Linked DNA regions of Mus musculus: all the other regions are linked to region 3. Evidence: chromatin contacts called from public HiChIP or PLAC-seq data. All regions are on one chromosome and are shown on one strand. The core of a region is the stretch at or near the end of the contact, and the rest is flanking DNA. Distances in the headings are between cores, read along the strand shown.

What was found. HiChIP or PLAC-seq counts read pairs in DNA pulled down with a chosen protein or histone mark.
Region 1: an H3K27ac HiChIP or PLAC-seq map of extraembryonic endoderm stem cells shows a contact between it and region 3, with 5 times the contacts expected there. The contact joins the promoter of Ssh2 here to the enhancer-like site in region 3. A contact is called at or near these places in 6 of 39 promoter capture datasets (the HPC-7 cell line, hippocampal neurons, liver and 3 more), 1 of 15 datasets of contacts at CTCF or cohesin (the NIH/3T3 cell line), 2 of 484 Hi-C or Micro-C datasets (both in embryonic stem cells), 3 of 115 datasets of contacts at active chromatin or transcription factors (extraembryonic endoderm stem cells, large pre-B cells and pancreatic cancer cells) and 1 of 9 other capture datasets (adipose tissue).
Region 2: a FOXA1 HiChIP or PLAC-seq map of pancreatic cancer cells shows a contact between it and region 3. The contact joins two enhancer-like sites. A contact is called at or near these places in 1 of 39 promoter capture datasets (cranial neural crest), 2 of 115 datasets of contacts at active chromatin or transcription factors (astrocytes and pancreatic cancer cells) and 1 of 9 other capture datasets (embryonic stem cells).

The regions. Positions count from the first base shown.
Region 1 is chr11:77,214,876-77,217,886 of GRCm38.p6, forward strand. Ssh2 (slingshot protein phosphatase 2) reads left to right here and starts at 1,550. Exons shown (of 15, transcript NM_177710.4): 1 at 1,550-1,640. The coding sequence starts at 1,578. It also overlaps a transcript of Efcab5 not described here.
Region 2 is chr11:76,915,125-76,918,059 of GRCm38.p6, forward strand. Tmigd1 (transmembrane and immunoglobulin domain containing 1) reads left to right here. Exons shown (of 7, transcript NM_025655.3): 6 at 331-371; 7 at 902-1,463. The coding sequence ends at 905. Among named protein-coding and RNA genes, the nearest start is that of Tmigd1, 14 kb to the left of the region's middle. Within about 2 kb of position 1,622, at least 65 of the 459 cell types and tissues checked have an H3K27ac peak or open chromatin away from gene starts, as enhancers often do. A contact at or near this core is called in pancreatic cancer cells, where this site is marked.
Region 3 is chr11:77,771,040-77,774,035 of GRCm38.p6, forward strand. It overlaps a transcript of Myo18a not described here. Among named protein-coding and RNA genes, the nearest start is that of Myo18a, 4.7 kb to the right of the region's middle. Within about 2 kb of position 1,477, at least 64 of the 459 cell types and tissues checked have an H3K27ac peak or open chromatin away from gene starts, as enhancers often do. A contact at or near this core is called in extraembryonic endoderm stem cells, liver and pancreatic cancer cells, where this site is marked.

The DNA of each region.
Region 1 (3,011 bases), core at 300-2,799, 560 kb before region 3:
AGGCAGTCTTGATCACCACCAGGGGGCAAAAGCCTACCAACTGGTTTTTCTGCACTACACTCTACAGAGGACTGGCACAGTACAGGGACCCTCAGTGACTCTTGATGGAACCTCCCTGCTAATTACTTCAACCACAGGGCCCCAGGGAGAGAACAAAGACTCAGCATAGAGGGTTCTTGTGTCACTTAACCACACAGCAACCAGAAAGAGCTTATGACAGCCCTATCAGTTTAAAAGGAGCAATGAGATCCAAGATTGTTTGAGTGACAAACAGAAAGAGGTGGGCTTTAGAAACTGGAGTCCATAAGTGAGTGTTTTCTACAGCTTTGATATGGATGGTGGTATTTACCAGTTCATCCCCTCAACTATCTCTGTGTAAATATATCAACGGGTTGCACTGCGTGACTTTTCCTTTTCTTTTTAGTCTTGATTTTTCCATTACATGCTTGGTTGATGTTGGCAGTTTACCATTTAGAAATGTCTTCCTTTAAAATATTTTAATTCTACATTTTCACTTGCATTTATGAAATAGTCAAATTTATGGGGGAAAGAAAAAAAGCTCAATGATCAAAAGATCTTTGTTTAGTGGAGATCTTCACAGTAGGAAGCAATTGAGAGGTTTTAAAAAAAAAATAGCAGGTTGGAGCTTTCCAACTCAGGGTCCAGCTCTCTGTGCCCGCCCCTTCCCTCAGCATCTCAGGTACAGTGACTGACTTTAGGCAGGTTGTAGAGGAAGGAAGCCTGAGGCTACTACGAAGTTTCCAGTGTTTACCACCGGGGGGAAAAATCTTTCTTAGGAAAAGTCTGGTCGTTAACCCTGAGGCCCTTTATGATGAGGAGGGTGGGGAAGCTCATTAAGACGGAGCCCTCTTGAGGGCCAGGTCCAAGCAGGAGGGCTGGTCTCCCGGGTCTAGCCCAGAGAAAGCGTCTATAGCACCTGCGGAGCCCTTTTCCACTAGAAAACGTGTTCGCCTCAGGATTTTCGCCTCAGTTTTTCTCTAAGGTTGCGCGCCCCACTCATAAAATGGTTGTCTTTCTGGAGTGAGGATTAGCGGCTCTCCCACCGACCCCCACCCCCAGATCAGGACCCTCGGTTGGCTGGCTGCCTTCCAGGGCTCCTTGGCCAGCTCGCCCCACGCCGCGCAGCGGGGACAGACAGAGCCGCAGGGGCAGCAGTAGGGCTCGAGAGCTGACCCGGGAGGGGACGGCGGCCCGAGGCGCGGCGCACGCAGCCTGCCCGCCCGCTTCCGGCAACTTAAGGGTTACGCCGCCGCGGCGGCGCGCGCCGAGGGGAGAGGCGGTTGCTGACAGGTGGCGCCTGCGCACTGGGAGCGCTCATTGTGCCCCGCAGCTGCCGAACCGCCCGCCTGCCCGCCCGCCGCCCGTTCGGCGCGTCAGTAGGCGAGAGAGTCCGGTGGTGGGTGCGGAGCCCGAGGCCGTTCCCGCGGCTTCATCTCCCTCTCCGTTTCCCTCGTCCCTACGCCTCACCCATCGTCCCCCATCCCGGCTCCGTCACCCTCCCGCCCCCCACACTCAGGACGAGAATGCCCTGCCCGGAACAACCCAGCAGCACCTAGATGGCTTTGGTCACGGTCCAGCGGTCGCCTACCCCCAGCACCACCTCCAGCCCTTGCGCCTCGGTGAGTCCCTCCAGGCGGCAGCTCCCAGCTTCTGTCACTGCGGCTCCGCTTTGCCTCAGCGGGTCCCGCCGAACGCCACTGCGCACGCGCCGCGCCTCTTCCCAGGCCTTGGCACTCAGGCTGCTGCGAACCCCCCACACCCTCATCTTACCGGCGAGCAGCAGCGACTGCCAGACGTTGGGGTTTTTTGTTTGTTTGTTTGTTTGTTTGTTTGTTTTTTCCCCAACCTCCATCACCCGGAGCACCCAGTCCCTCACAGCGCTGGCTCAGAAATCTCCCGTAGCATGCTTCCCATGGCTTGAGCACTTCCTTTCGGCTATGAGTCATTCTTGCTTTTCACCCTCCCCCCTTCTTTTACCCTCTGTTGCTCTGTTGCAGGGAGAGGAAGGGTGGGCTCCTAGGTTACCCCCGACCCACACCCATATCCTTTACGCACACCGTTTCAGGGACCCAGTCAGTGCACTGCGCATCCTTCTTCCGTCTCGCCCTGTGTGTGCCTTTCTCTAGTCCCTGGCATCTCTCTTGTGCTCCGTACAGTTTAGGCTTCATTGGACTGCTCGGTGGTAGTTACTCCCTGGTTTCTTCCCACCCTTAAAAGATGGCAGTGATCTCTGCTTCTTGGACTTCTACCTTTCTCAGTGAGAACCCAAAGCTTCTGGTGCTGCTTGATAACCAGTGCCAATTCATTTCCATCTTATAGACATTTATGCCTTCCACTCATTGCTCATGATCGTTCTTGCTCATGGGTTGTGCTTGGATGGTTCATGACTTCAAATGCTGTGTCGCTAAAGCATGTTTCCAGAAGGAAAACACTCATCAATTAGCATTTTTTTTTCTGCTGGGCTTTTCTATGCCTTCACCTCCACCATGACTCCTTTATAGCTCTAGTCTCGGGCTTCATATTTGTGAATACCTGCTAGCATGTGTTAGCATTGCACCAGTGTGGTAAAATGGGTCTTAAAAAAAAAACAGGCATCTAGATGAAAATATGAGCAATTGAAGAACTATTTCATATAGAATTGTAGTTTTAACATTAGATTTAGTAGTGTCAAGTTGCAAAGAGGCATTCAGTGAACACCATGACTTTCCACTGTATGAAAGAAAGTTGGGTCATTAATATTTGTTAACTGAGATAGGAGTTTGATATCTTGAAAGCATGTTGCCTTGTGATTTCAATATAGTTTCCTGAATTTCAAAATTTTGTTGCATATTGTGGTAGTTTCTTCCTTTGTGAGTTTTCTTGTGTGTTTTTGTATGACTACCCTAATTCAAGAAATTACTCTATTCACCTTGTGATGGTACAGGATACAAAACTGAAATCTGTGGGTAGAAGTTTAAAGAGGCACATTTCCATTAGTTTAGGGAAGACGT
Region 2 (2,935 bases), core at 372-2,871, 860 kb before region 3:
ATGACACTCCTCCACCATGTACACACACACACTGACTTATCTTTATCTATCTATCTATCTATCTATCTATCTATCTATCTATCTATCTATCTATCTATCTATCTATTGTATATATGACCTGTGAGCCCTAGAAACATCCTGATTAAGACTTATAGCTTCTCAAAGTTCAATAAAGATCTATCCACACAATCAAAGAAAATGAGCTGAGCCCACACAGAAGGCTGCACTCTAGCTCCACAGCACCCAAAGCCACGCTGATGCATTCAAAATGCTCACTCCTGACCTTGGAAAAGGAGGTAAATTCACATGTACCCTGTGCTTGCCTTTTAGCTCTGTGGGAAAAAGAATGACCCGAATTCAGAAACAGCTCTGTAAGTGCTCTCTGGCAGAGATGGCAGTAGGGGGTGGGGCCTGGGGGTTTGGGGGTGAGGGTGGGGGTGGGAGGATCAGTTCCTTAAGCAATGAGCCACAGAGAATGCCCATCCCAGGCAATCCCCTTCAGAGATGGGAGGCCCTGGAGAGGGGTTCAGAGGAGAACACAGAGTGGAGAGAAACCCGCCTCCACTTTAGAGGAAGAGTCGGGAAGGTTGCTCAGAGCAGGGAACACCTTGGGGCTTTCTGCCTATTCTCTAAGCAGGTTTAGCCAGGGCTTGCACAACTGCATTGCCACACAAGTGACTGAGGGAGCTTGTCCTGGTAGGAGCCAAGGCTGTACCATGTTCCCACAGCAAGCCCTGCATCCTGTATGCTGCTTCCTCTGCGCAGCGTTCCTTTAGCCAGCGCATGGCAAGTAGGTCCTGTAGAGCAAACAGAGGCCTACTGCTGTAGAGAATGGATTTTGTGTTGAATTTCTTCTTATTGCTACAATCATTATTTGAATTAATTTCTTGATTCATTTCAGATAAAACAAACAAACAAAAAAAGCGGAGCTGCCACCTAACACGGGAAGAGTTTTGCATCAAGACCATCTCGATTTGTATAATGTCGTCTGTATTTATTGCCATTTTTAAATTCACTCCTGTCAAATTGTCAGAGGTTGTGAAGAAGTATTTAGTTAATTACTAAACAGTTGTTATGACCAATTTGATCTACTTATGGATCTGTGTAATGGGCAAGGGTTCAGAATAGAAAGATTTTGGTAAGGTCACTCCTGAAGTATGTTAATTATTTTTCAATATATTCCTAGTAGATCGGTAACCACTTACTATTTGATTTATAGTTTTCTACATGGGAGATTAACTGACATTTGGATGCTCTAAATCAGTGCAGTAGGTGAGACTCGAAGCAGAGACCAATATAGAACAATGATGTTTCTAAGATGCCAGGGAGCCAATAAAGATGCAAACTGTCTCTTGTGTTCAGTGTCATCTCATTAATGTTTTGGGACTAAAGGAGGGAACACCTAATCTCAGAATGTAAGACATTCCTTCAAGTGGAATAAATTTTGTACCATGAAGATTTTAGCATATGTCCTCGTTTTTCTTATCTCCACACAGCTGACACTGTCATAAAGCTGATGTGTGGTGCGGAGCGTGTGTGCAAAGGGCACGGACTGGGGCTGGATAGCTGGACGGTGCCTCCCTCAGCATCCGGAGTCATTTGCATAGCTCTATCCGTGTGCCTGATGAGTCAGCATGTACTCAAGCCATAGTATCAACCTCAAACTGCAGCGCACTTACTGTTCAGAGATGACGCCCTCCACTTCCAGTCTTTCCTTCCTGGTGTTTTTTTTTTTTTTTTTTTTTTCCCCCATAAGAATTTATGCTTCTCTCTCTCCTACAACTGAGATAAATCCAGCAAGAGGCAGCACTGCCCAGAAACATCTTTAGGATCTCTCCAACAATCCACCTCTAACTTGAAAGAAATTTCTTTTCTGGTTTGTTTCTTGGTGTTTTGAAATATTTGGAATTAAATATGGTGTGCTTTACATCCTACACAAGAGACTCCGCCTCTCCCCTCTTCAGAATGTGTCTAATGCAATAAATATGCTAGAAAGGGGAGTGGGAGAGGGGGCTGGGGGCGGGGTGGAGAATGATCTGGCTTCACACAGGATTTCTCCAAGCAGAATCTGGAAGCCCTGATGAGACGCTACAAGGACAACGTATGACTATGGATAAATCGGATGCTTAGACCATTAAGTAGAAGCCTAGAATGTATAAAAACAAAATAGGGCAACAACAGAGTGAGGTAGTTCTGGTCTTGACTGCGCTGTCTAGGGCAACCCTTTCTCCTCCCCTTCCCCCACTCTGGGCATTTGGAAAACAAGGAGGCTGGATTGGGAGAGCTTTAGAGTATTTACATTATTTTGACAATTCCGATTCCCACATGCTTTAGGTAAATGTAGGAAAGAGCTGACAAGGACTGAAAGTTAATGCCTTTGCCCCACCTAGCAAAATTATGAATCATGCTATGTTCTAGAACATAAAGCAATTCCTTGAGAATTGCAGGTCATCAGGAGAGCGTTTCTTCACCCATATAATTCAGTGGCCTTGTACACTGGCACAAAGACCACTGCATGCACATGCACAGCAGCATCATAAACGGACGCTGCAGTCAGAGACATTGCCTTTCACTGCAGAGAAAACAGTCAGTAGTAATACGAGGCCTCCTGGTACAATGGATATGAGCCTGCTCTGGACATGAAATCCCTGGCCTCAGAAGCAGCCCCCGTTCCTGCGCCCCTGACACTTGGACATAAAACAATTCCTTGAGAATTGCAGATTGACTTGAGATCAAGTTCCAGTGGAAAAGGACAGTAATGGTCACTCCTTTCTCAGCCTTTCCATCAACGAGGACACCTGTCATTATTATGTTTCCTCCTTTTGAACTTCATTCTTTTAATTTAAAAAATTTTTTAATTACGTGTGTGTGTGTGTGTGTGTGTGTGTGTGTGTGTGTGTGTGTACGTGTGTGTGTACAAGTAAGTGGAGTGCCC
Region 3 (2,996 bases), core at 227-2,726:
GAAGGGCAATTAGAGCTCTTAACCACTGAGTCATCTCTCCAGCCCCTGTTTGTCACATTTTTACCCCTTGTCCATCTATGAAATTATATAAGAAGGTTGACATGTCCCAATGCCCAAGGAAACTTAAAGGGCTCAGCATGCTCCACTCGGTCCTGTAGCTTATAGTTACTAGCTAGAATTTGGCACTTGTTTACAGTTGTTTGGGGTTTTTGTTCTTGTTTTTGTTTTTTTGAGACAGGGTCTCACTGTTTAGCTCTGGCTGTTCTGGAACTCAGAAAGTCCCTTCATGCCCTTTCTCACACATTCCTGACCGTTAGTCCCCAGGGATATCCATTGCTCTGGCTTTTCTCACCATAGATTAGTTTTGCCTGCAATAAGTAGAATCATATAACCAGGTATAGTGGTAAATGCCTATAATCCCAGCACTCAGGTGGATCAGAGCCATCATCCTCTGCTACATAGTGAGTTCAAGTCCAGCCTGGTTATGAGACCCTAACTTGAAAAAGGAAAAATTAAAAAAGAAGAAGAAGAAGAAGAAGAAGAAGAAGAAGAAGAAGAAGAAATGATATTAATGTGTGTTTTTTTTCAATGGCTTCTTTCTCATTTCAAATGCTTTTGAGATCATTCTTTTTTTGGTTTTTTTGTTTGTTTGTTTGTTTTTTGAGACAGGGTTTCTCTGTGTAGCCCTGGCTGTCCTGGAACTCACTCTGTAGACCAGGCTGGCCTCGAACTTAGAAATCCGCCTGCCTCTGCCTCTGCCTCCTGAGTGCTGGGATTAAAGGCGTGCGCCACCACGCCCGGCCGAGATCATTCTTGTTCTATGAGTAGCACTCTGTTTTATGAATGTGGCTGCACATTTGCACTGAGTGGTCCTTGTCTTCTGTCTGTCCTAAAATGATAAAGCGGCTGATTGTACTTAAGACGACTGGGTCAGAGTAACTTACATACACACTTACCTTTCCTCCACTCAAAATTAGGAAAAGCTTCCTGGTCAGGGGAGTCAGGGAAAGAAGTCAGAATGATTACAAGGCTAAAGTCCCTGGAAGGAAGGGAGAGGGCAGGAGAGTAAGGGGCAGGGCAGGAGAACTGCAGCCTAGCCTGAGGTTCTGGGAGGTGGTGGTCTCAGCTGCTGGAGCCTTTCATCTGAGGACAGGAGCCACTGGCAAGTCCAAGGAATCTAAGAAGGGTATGGAACTCAGCTCTGTAGTAAACTCAGCACAGCCGAATGAGTTCAGCATCAGAGGCAGCTGCAGCTGAACCACAAAACTGGTTCCGGAGAGGGAGGGTGCAGGCAACCAGGTAGTGGTAGACGCTCAGCTCAGCAGAGATCGGATCTGCAGCCAGGCCTGGCCACATGGGGCTGGCAGTAGGGGAAGGCTGCTTTGTGAGCTGTGGAGATAATGGTAGCAGGACAAGGGTGGTAAGTGACTCACAGCGCAGCCTCCGAAGCCCCAGGCTTGTGATGAGAGACATCTTTGACAGAAAGTTAATAGTTAACTTGTGTCCACAGGAGAGTTGGACTGTTGGAATTTCAGAGCTGGAGGAGGTCTAGATCATTTAGTTCAACCTTGAGCAAAGTGACAGGCTCAAGGTCCCCTGGAGACCTGTGGCAAACCCAGGCCTAGATACAAGATCCTTAACAGTTTTAGTCAGAGCTGTCCCCTGTGGTGCTGTTTTGGTCCTGCCTGTTGCAGTGACAGTGAGGGACAGGCTTATGCCGAGAAGAGGGGTTTATGGAAAATTACTTTTAAGGGACCTTTGCAGCTCAGAGATCCTAGAATCCTCAGACTGTTTGTGCTCATTGATGGTGCTCTGGTGCTGAACCTACAGCCAAGCCAACATTGGGTAAAGACAGCATGGCAGACAGTAGGGTTTTCCGGAGTTGGCCAGGGGCTAAGATCCCGGTGTTTGTCTCCTCCTAAGTCTCCATTTGTCTTCATTTTCTATTCATCTTGACTATCTATGCCTTTAGTGCAGTGTGGGTAGTGACCAGCCAAAGATGCCACGGCCTGGATAGGCTGGATCTGTCTGTGCCTTATTCCCAGCCGCACTTGGGAGGAGACATTCCCCTTAGAGAGCAGAGCCGGTCCAGCACTCTCTCTCCACTCACGGGGTCTCACTGAGTCTAGATGCGGCTGACCAGGTGCTTAGTAGGGGTTTATGCTTCCTGTCTTCCAGCTTCCAGGGACTGTTCATTGGAACATTTAGAAGCACAAATTTTAGTTTCACCTAGGAGGAACTGAGGCTAGAGGAGATGGAGAGATAGCTTAGTTGGTAAAGTTGGACCTGAGTTTGTTCCCCATGACTCAAGCTAAAAAAACAAACAAGCAAACAAGCCAGCATTTGTGTGGTGGAGCACACCTTTAATGCCAGCACTCAGGAGGCAGAGGCAGAAGGATCTCTGAGTTCGAGGCCAGCCTGGTTTACAGATTGAGTTCCAGGACACCCGGAGCTCCACAGAGAACCCCCTGTCTAAAAGAAACAAAAAACAAGCAAGAGGTGGTGGTGGTGGTGGTGGTGGTGGTGGTGGTGGTGGTGGTGGTGGTGGTACCAGCTATAATCCCAGAGCTGGGGAAGCAAAGATCCCAGGTGGATCCCTGGGATTCAGTGGTCCGACATCATAGCCTATTCTATGAGCTTCAGGCTAGTGAAAGACCCTGCCTGAGGCTGACCTCTGATTTCCATATGCACACATACAGAAACTGATCTCAGAGAGGGAACCGGGTTCTTGCTACACTAGATATAAAGAGCTAGTTGACCTAACCAGATTTCTTTCTTTTTTTCAAAAAATTAGTTAATTTAAAAAATTTTTATGGTCATTGGTGTTTTGCCTGCATGCTTGTCTGTGTGAGATCCTTTGGAACTGGAGTTACAGGCAGTTGTGAGCTGCCATGTGGGTCCTAGAAATTGAACCTGGGTTCTCTGGAAGAGTGGCCAGTGTTCTTAATGGCTGAGCCATTTCTCCAGCTCCCTCACTAGATTTCTTACCCTTATGA